Linked DNA regions of Mus musculus: region 1 is linked to region 2. A link is a contact called in public HiChIP or PLAC-seq data. All regions are on one chromosome and are shown on one strand. Each heading gives the region's core, a stretch centred on a gene start, on an enhancer-like site or on the middle of the called end of the contact. The rest is flanking DNA. Distances are from core to core; before and after follow the strand shown. Region 1 overlaps Slc25a54 (solute carrier family 25, member 54). Region 2 overlaps Aknad1 (AKNA domain containing 1).

What was found. HiChIP or PLAC-seq counts read pairs in DNA pulled down with a chosen protein or histone mark.
Region 1: a contact with region 2 is called in an HNF4G HiChIP or PLAC-seq map of pancreatic cancer cells. The contact joins two enhancer-like sites. A contact is called at or near these places in 1 of 484 Hi-C or Micro-C datasets (bone marrow-derived macrophages) and 1 of 115 datasets of contacts at active chromatin or transcription factors (pancreatic cancer cells).

What each region holds. Positions count from the first base shown.
Region 1 is chr3:109,115,854-109,120,298 of GRCm38.p6, reverse strand. Slc25a54 (solute carrier family 25, member 54) reads right to left here. Exons shown (of 10, transcript NM_029054.1): 10 at 3,717-3,962. The coding sequence ends at 3,787. Among named protein-coding and RNA genes, the nearest start is that of Gm19391, 5.0 kb to the left of the region's middle. Within about 2 kb of position 2,543, at least 5 of the 459 cell types and tissues checked have an H3K27ac peak or open chromatin away from gene starts, as enhancers often do. A contact at or near this core is called in pancreatic cancer cells, where this site is marked.
Region 2 is chr3:108,764,975-108,769,478 of GRCm38.p6, reverse strand. It overlaps Aknad1 (AKNA domain containing 1), which reads right to left. Exons shown (of 12, transcript NM_177859.3): 6 at 4,242-4,369. Among named protein-coding and RNA genes, the nearest start is that of Aknad1, 28 kb to the right of the region's middle. Within about 2 kb of position 2,323, at least 37 of the 459 cell types and tissues checked have an H3K27ac peak or open chromatin away from gene starts, as enhancers often do. A contact at or near this core is called in pancreatic cancer cells, where this site is marked.

The DNA.
Region 1 (4,445 bases), core at 1,294-3,793, 350 kb before region 2:
ATCTTCCTTACAGTTAAAAGCCACCAGGCAGCTCTGAGTGAGACAAGCTGGAGTGAAAGGCGGTTGAGCTGAGCGCCTGACTGCACTGAGTGAGGAGTCCCCACAGGAGAAACATGGATGCACAGCCTGAATGTAACCAGGAGGAGCTGTCAGATAAACCAAAACAGAATCTCCCACCATCTGCACCCTTTCGATGTGTAAAGATAATGAAAGTGGAAGAATGATTGAAACCTTTCTGGCTGAAGAAGACAGAAGTGAGAGAAGCGTGAGACCTGAAAGGATATCCTTTGGAGGGTAGGTAAAGCCCGGCTGGAATCTTGAGAGCACACACCAGCTGCTGCTTTTCCGTGTTGCATGGGCTTGCAAATTTTGTGAACTGGCTTTTGGAGTGAGCAAAGCTCCGTTATTCTTAAAACAAACAAACAAGCATCCCTCTCCTTCACAGATGGTATAGCAAAAACCATCCAGATGATGATGGAAAAAACAGCAGTCACTGGTCACCCAGAGGTCTATCTGGGTAAAGGAAACCCATGCTGAGGGTGTGTCACGTGACCGTCCTTCACTTAATATCGTCACAGAGTGGGATTAAGTCAGTGGTGGTTTCACTAAGCTTCCATATAATTCAACCTTCATGAATCTTCTGTCAGCCATGAAGATAAACTAGACTTCCCAACTACATTTCTTTTTTTCTTTTTTATGTTGGAGATATTTCACATAAGCATTGAAGGCAAGTCATAATGTACAATGGACACATAATAATTAATTTTTTTTCTTATCCTTATGTAAGAGGATGGAATTCTCAGCTCTGCTGGTGCACTGCACTGAAGCCATGGTCTTCATCTGCTTCATGTCATATCCTAACTCTCAGGCCTGCCTTGCCACCTTCCAGCAGGAGAGAAAGTTCAAAGCAAATACAGTTCAGAGTTCCACTGGGAGTAGTCAAGGATGTTTAAGCCACAAACAATGATAGACGTGACCACAGGCTGGAGGAAGTCAAAACTCTTAGCTAGAGTTTAATTACAACACAGGACAGTGATAGATGTTGAGCTACTGAGCATGGAGCTCCTAGAAAGGTTCCCCACTTACGTTAGGTTACAGTGCAATACAGGATTGGGGTGGGGAGAGCTGGGAAGAGGTCTCAGTCAGTAAAAATGGTCGCTTCGCAAGCATGAGGACCTGAGTTCAATCCCCTAGCACCTACATCTTAAACAAAAAACAAACAAAATGGACATGGCAGGGCACACTTGTAATCCCAGCACTGTAAAAGCAAAGACAGGGATCTCTAGAGCTTGCTTCCCAAACAATCTTGCCTGAATAGGCAAACTTCAGGTTTATGGGAGACACTGTCTCAAAAAAAAAAAAAATAAATAAGGTAGAGGGATATGGCTCAGCAAGGTAAAGATACCTGTTGTTAACCCTGTTGACCTGAGTTCAACCTTTGGGACCCACAGGCTGAGAAAGAACTGATCCCCGGCAAGTGACCTCTGACCTCCATGCACATATCTTGGCACTTGTTTATGTGTGTGAGGTACGGAGCCTCCTGGCTCCACTTGTACACCCACCCATATGAACACACACACAAGAACACTCAAAACATGGCAGGGAAGCTACAATAACATTAATTATTTTATACAGATGACTTCCCTGAATTATCTTAGAGTTGGGTACTATATTGTAATAGTCAATGTTCAAGGAAGAAGGGCCAGAATGAAGGTTGAAAAAAGACTAGTAACAAGAGGTGGTATAAAAAAAACCCTTGCCCTCCACCAAATACAAAACAAGAGTAGACAGATGTTCCTTCTTATATATGTTGCTCGTTCAACTATTAAATATTCATTGAATGCCTGCTATGTGCCACCTAGAGACCTCCAAATAGCACAGATGACAAGGAAAAAACCTAGCTGGTTCATGGAGTCTGTGTTCGAGTCCAGGGAGACAGAAAACAACATGATCATTTCAAAAGGCTTCTGACACTATAAGAAATTTGGGATGGGACTGGAGATATGACTTAGCAGTAAAGAGCACTGGCTGCTCTCCCAGAGGACCTGGGTTTGGTACCCACCACCTACATGACAGATCACAACCATCTGTACTTCCAGTTGCCACCTTTCCCTCCCAAGCCACTGGCAGCCACCATTCCACCTGCCTCTATGAGTCTAAGCACTCTAGGGCACCTCGTATGTTTATCTTTATGACTAGTTCATTTCCCTTAAGGCAACATCATCCAGGTTCATCCATATGTAATGTGCATCGGGATTTTCTTTCAAAGGAGAAATAGCATTCCATTGTATGCATATACCATAGTTTATTCACGTGTAGATGAACTTTCAGCTTGCTTGCACATTTTGGTTGTTGCAAGCAATGCTGATATGAGCAGAGACGAGCACACTGCTCCTTGAGACCCTGCTCTGAATTGTTTTTGAAACAGTGTAAGTTGCTGGGTCATACAATCACTCTACTTTTGGTTGTATGAGGTCTGCTGAGGGACTCCTCTCCATGGCACTGTGCTCTGTCAACAGTACACGGGATTCCAGTTTCTCCAAGACCTCGCCAGCACTTGCTGGTTTCTTAACAATAGCCACTGTGATCAGGAAAGCCAAACAGATTTTCTTTGCTTATCTGTGTCATTTGTATATTCTCTTTGGAGAAATGTCTATCCAAGTCCTTTGCTCACTTTTTAACCAGAGTTTGTTGTTGAATGTAATCACAATGCATAGTATAATGTATTAAAATGACACAGAGGAAATGCTCATCTTGTTCACTTGATATTTGCTAATGAAGTAAAAAAGTTAATACAGAACTATTAACAGAGTTCTGACAATAGTCATCTCATTGTAACAGTGAGATATTAGGCTATTGTTATATTATAATATTAGCATTATTGCTCAGTCAATTTCATGACTCTTGTAGCTCCCATTCACACTGCAAATAAAAAGTAATGACTCAGAAGAGGAGCTTTAGAGATAACCTGCTCTGAGTCACACACTTGGCTCCCTGCTTGCCCAGGAGGAGGCAGCTGCCCCACCTCCAGCTCCACCAGCCAGCTTCAGTCAGATTACCTGAGAGGGCTGAAATAAGTGCAAAAACAGAAACAGTTAAAAAATGTTAGCCAGCTTTCCTCATCATGGAAGGAAAGAGAAGCTGTTGAGCAAATCACTCCAGAGTTTGTGGAAACTGCATACAGGACTTCCCCCAGGTGAGGGAAAGGAGGTAGCTCTTGTCTTCAAAGATGTCTAGAAAGATAAAACCATCTTCATGGGGTGAGGGGGATCAGATGTACAGAAACTGAAGGGGACATAGGACTAGCAAGGGAAGTGGCTCATAATACTCTAAATGGAATTATGAAGTGGCTTGTCTATTTTGCTGAAGAAATTAACTATAACATCAAGTTTAAGTGCACTGAATTCTGCTTTACTGTGTAAAACATGTTCAGGCTTAACTTTAAAAAGATTTCTAACCAAAAACTCTTATGTAGCCTACCAAGTGTTTCCTAATGTAATTAGGAATGCATTACACCATCGAATCAAAAACTACTTTAGGATTTTGTAAAAGGTAACAGGAAATGTAAAATAAGAATTCTGTGAATAATAAGGGATTTTAAGGTATGGAATAATTTTACCAAAACTACCATTTAATTTGCATATCTTACAATAGACAAAGACAAAGTAATTTTGTACAAGTATTTGATGCTTTTTCTTTTTAGGAAGAAGCAAGATCACCATCTAGCCCAGGTGTGATCTGATACCTTGGTGATGATGGCAATGATGACAGTTTGGTATTCCACTTCTAGATTAATCCAAAAAGCCTTTTCACTAGTTCGTGAGCCACACTGCCAATGCCCACTGCAGGAAGCAGCTTGAGGACATTAGGGGTGAAGCCCCTGAAAAATCCCTTCTTCCCTTCTTTAGTGTATATTTCCTGAATGAGCTGCATCATGCGCACTGTTTCCTTTTCCAGCATGACTACAAATTAAAAAAAAAGTATAACTCAGTATTTAATATTTACATATCAATCTAGCCCAAAGATAATGAGAGCTTATAGAAATGGAAATCATTTCCCAGGATACTCATATACAGAATGATGCTATACATCAATAGCGTAATACCCACAGTCCACTCTGTAGCCCTATAGGCTATATAAAGCCCCTATAGGCTTGTAGCCATATCATAATGCAAAATGCATTTAGTACAACTTTAAAAAGTTCCCATAGTTTATAACAACCGAAAACTTGTTTAAAAGTCCAAAGTTCAACATCTCTTTGGAAATCCATACAATCTCTTAACTGCAATCCCCTATAAAATCAAAATCAAAACGCATCACATACTTCCAGGCACAAGGTGTATATTTCAGTTCCAAAAGGAGCACAGTGAGGAAATACTGGACTAATGTAAGATTGAAAACTGCTGGCCAAACTCCAAACATTGTGTCTCCATGTCAGATGTCAA
Region 2 (4,504 bases), core at 1,074-3,573:
TGCCAGAGGATTTTTGATTTTTTCCTTATGAATTCAAAGATCTGTCTAGAGAAGAGGAATGGAGCTTGCTTTCGATGAGACCCAGTAGGAAAGACTCTGTGTGTGTGTGTGTGTGTGTGTGTGTGTGTGTGTGTGTGTGTGTGTGTGTGATGAAGGAGTATGTCAATGCACACACTGACCGACAGAGGCGACTGCTGTTTACCTTATTGCCTTGAGACAGGGTTCCCTGATGAACTGGAAGGCTGACCGGCCTCCTTCTGGGGTAGGGCTATAGCTCTGTGGCAGAACCCTTGCATAGCATGGATTTGTTTGATCCTTGCAACAAAAGAAAATCCCTACAACACCCCAAATCTGTTCATCCTGGGGTGAAGGGTGGAGGACTTGGAAAGTGAGCTCAGTGTGGGCTCTGCTTCCTGTCTGGAAGAGCTGCCTGGCAGTTGTCTCTGGTCCTGATGTGGCCAGGTCATCCAGGTCTGACCTCATCCTGAGCTGTGTGTGCTTTGTGGCCCAGGAGAATCTTAACAGTGCCGGAGGAAAGCAGGCCTTTACAAAGATGGTGGCATACCATCCCCACTGTGCTTCCTGATGCCCACTCCTTGGTGGGTGGGGCTTCTTGAGGATGGGTAGGAGGCCGTGGTGGGTTCATAATTCCAGTGAGAGTGGATGCTAGCTATGCCAAGCCATTGGTTAGCTACTGAGGCCTGCATCAAGGGACTGGGCTCCCTCACCATGAAAATCTGCCATTGCTGGTTCTTTACTGCAGAGAGCATCAACATCCTTGCAGTTTTGAAAATAACGAACACGACTCACCCCGCCTACCATGCCAGAGTTGCTAGGAGGGGCTAGTTCGGTAGGAGCCATGCTTTAAAGTGTCCCAGGTGATTCTGATGAGCATTGCCCTAAGGAGGCGTACCCCTCAGCACCTGCAACATGCTCTTCAGTTGAACATTGCCCATCGTGGGTATTTCTGCTCACACTGAAGACTTGATCTCACTTGCACTGCTATCCATGGTGAGCAACAGTCTTTCCCGGGCTGGGGAGATGGCTCGGATGGTAAGAATACTTCTTGTACAAGCATGAGGGTCTGAGTTCGAGTCCCCAAACAAACTCCTACCAAATGCACGGCATGGCTGCAGAGGTCTGTATCCCTAGCATTTACAGGCGTGTGTGTGTGTGTGTGTGTGTGTGTGTGTGTGTCACATGCCACAGTGCATGTGTCGAGGTCTGAAGACAAGGTGCAAGTGTCCCAACCCACCCACTTTCCACCTTGCAGAGACAGGTCTCTCTTGTTTCTGTGGATGCCCTGTGTAGTCCAGGCTAGCCACCCTACCCAGGCCACTCTCCTGTCCCTACCTCCCATCTCTCTGAAGGAAAGCCATGACATCTGAGGTTTCACATGGGCTCCAGGGGTCAAATTTGAGTGGCCAGGTTTACATAATTAGCATGTTTACCTACTGAGCTATCTTCCAGCCTCTAGAAGATTAAGTTTTAAACCAATCTGACCACTGGCTACTCCAGTGATCAAGAGCTGATTTTTGTTTGTTTGTTTGTTTGTTTGTTTGTTTTCCAAAGAAATTTATCCATCATGAATTAATACAAGATCTGGGGGCTACTTGTATCATAAATGCTGGAAACGCACGGAAACACTGTTAACACATACAACGGCACAGCAGTTTGACTGCCATGTAGTTTGACCGTGGCCTTATCCTTTCATGTAAACAGAACATCAATGTCCCTTTTCCACCACTATAAACAATGCTGGCCCAAGCCTTACTGGCCATGTAGGTTTTTCCACATTCTGAATTACTTCCTGAGGAAACATCTGGGCCAAAGGTTTTGAGTGTGTTTGTGTGATGACACATTTTGCCAGACAGCTTTCTGCACGTTTCTCGATTGGCTTACACAGCTGCCAACGATGTGGGTGACTCAACTAGACCACACGGTTCTCGCACCAAGAATTATCACTCAAAAATGTTTTCGCTCACCTAACGTGTGTGTGGGCGGGGGAGTCATGTTGCTTAGCATCTTTTCTAGAACCAAAGGAGGTGAATACTTCGCTTATGGTCATATTTTGGTTTTCTTTCCTACTTACAACTTTTTAGTTCACATCCTATTTGCTCATTCAATTTTTTTTTTTTTTTGAAGGGCTTCAGTGTTGTCATTTTTTCTTTGGTGGAGACAGCTACAGTGTTTGATTTCCCACTGTGTTCCCGATGCTTCTCATACAGCCTTCTCTGTGACTCTCTGTGACTCTGGACTCCAGCTCTAATGGTAAATACAACTAACACAGAGACTGTCACAAAGTCAGTCACAGAGGGCAAAGCTGCTGACCCTATAGTGCGTGACTCATGAGCACGTGCTCTTGACCCCAGTTGTGCTTTCTTTGTCAGAGCGCTGAACAGAATAAAGATTTCCACACCAGCATTACACACGGTTCCTATTTTCTTAACTATCTGCCTTTTAAAACACTATCAGTAGCTGAGGTTTCGGTGTTACGAATGTAGGTACAGGGTTGGTGTCCAAGAGAAAGTGTGAATAGCCAATAAACAAATGGACACTGGTGAACTTCACAAACAGTCAAAAAATGAACAGGGAGATGCCAGGTTTTATGTCCCAGCTTGGCAAAGGTTGGGAGGAAAAGACAATTGGATGGACTGAGGTAGGAAAGCGGGCATTCCTGTGTAGGGGTGAGTCCTGCACACTGGAGCTACTTACTTCATGAGAAGGTTCTGTGTGCACCCTCCCTACAACACTAAGATGTGATTCTAAGATATATATATATATATATATATATATATATATATATATATATTATAAAGCTGGGTAGCCCATGAAGAGCAAGCCAGTAAGCAGCATTCCTCCCTTGTCTCTGCGTTTGTTCCTGCCCTGACTTCCCTCAATGATGGACTGCAGCCTGTGAAGTGAAACAAACCCTCTCCTTCTCCCGTTGCTTCTGATCATGGGGTCTTTATCACAGCAATAGACACCCAATCATGATACAAATCCAGGAATTTCCAATTCATTCACAAGGAAATAACCCCTAGACCTTTGCTACTCAAATGGTCATCCCCAGGTGGGAACCAGCAACAGTTGGTACCACCTAGGAGCTTGCTGTAACTGCAGAGGCATGGGCTCACACAGACCTATTGCATCAATGCCCACATTTCAATAAGATCAGGTACAGAGAACTTGGGAAGCCCTGGTCTAGGTCCTCTCCAGGACCTGCAAATCCTCTCCAGAACTGAAAGGGTGGGAAACAGCTATAGCAGCAGCACTGCCTCTAACACCAGTTTGTGCACCAGGCCTGTGGCAGAGGAAGGGCTCAGTGGTGAACTGAATTTAGAATGCAGAGACAGACCTGGAGATCAATGCCTAGCAAAAACAAAACAAAACAAAACCTAAAGAAATGACAGAAGGGAGGAAGGAAGGAAGGAAGGAAGAAGGAAGGAAGGAAGGAAGGAAAAGAGGATGGAAAGGGAGAAAGAGGACTGTGAAGGAAGGAAGAGGGAAAGGAAAACAAGTGAGCTGGGTGAACTTGACCATTTTAATGTCCGCTGTTGTATTCCTCAAAGGGTTTTGGGATTTGAGGGTTGAGCACTGGGGTCGAACCTGGGTCCCCTGCGTGCTAACTCTGCTCCACTCCTAAACCACATCCCGAGTCTTCTCCAGTTGTTAACAATCTTGAATCAGGTGCTCATGAAGCTGCCCTGGCTGCTCCAAAACTCACACTGCAAACTGGGCAGACCTTGGATTTGAGACCCATCTGCTTCGGCCCCCGGAGTAGCCGGCATGCACCACAGGCCTGGCAACAGGAAGTTTCCAGGTGATACTCTCAGGACCACAGCAGCCCGATGGCCATTTGACCAGTTCAACCCTGGGCAGCTACAGCCACACTTGGCCTATTTTGGTAAATAACTGGGCTTGTTTGTTTATTTGTTTGTTTGTTTTTCAATAAAAGAGAAGAAAGGACAGTGTATGTTAACAATTCTGAATTTCCTTCTCCAGCTGGGGGAAGTCCCATGGAATTTAAATCCATGCTCCTCACCCTGTGGAAGGAGCCACCTATGAGACACCATTGTGTGAGCGCCCTGCAGCTACTCGACCTTTGTCATTCTTTGCTGTGTGGGACTCTTGCCCTCTGCCTCTGGGCTGTGTGGCCAGATGGAGGCGATTCCCCACCCTGACCCCAGCCTATGTTAGGCTTGACACCAAGTGGTGGGAGGCATTGGGAGAGGACTCACATCTTCAGGGCCAGTTCACTGAGCTCCTTGGAGGTGGCCTCCTGTGGCCCTCCCCTCGGCAGCCCTGTCACCTCACTTCCTCGGGAGCCCCAGGGCCCTGGAAGACTGCCAGCATGTTCCTTGTTCATCTGCGGAAACATACAGAAGGACCCATTAGGCCACGGAAAATGACTCAACGAAGTCAATCTAAACACTCCAAGGTGCTTTTACTCCCTGTCCCTTGCCTAGACGCCTCACCTAGCTGGGGTCTCACTCACCTCAGG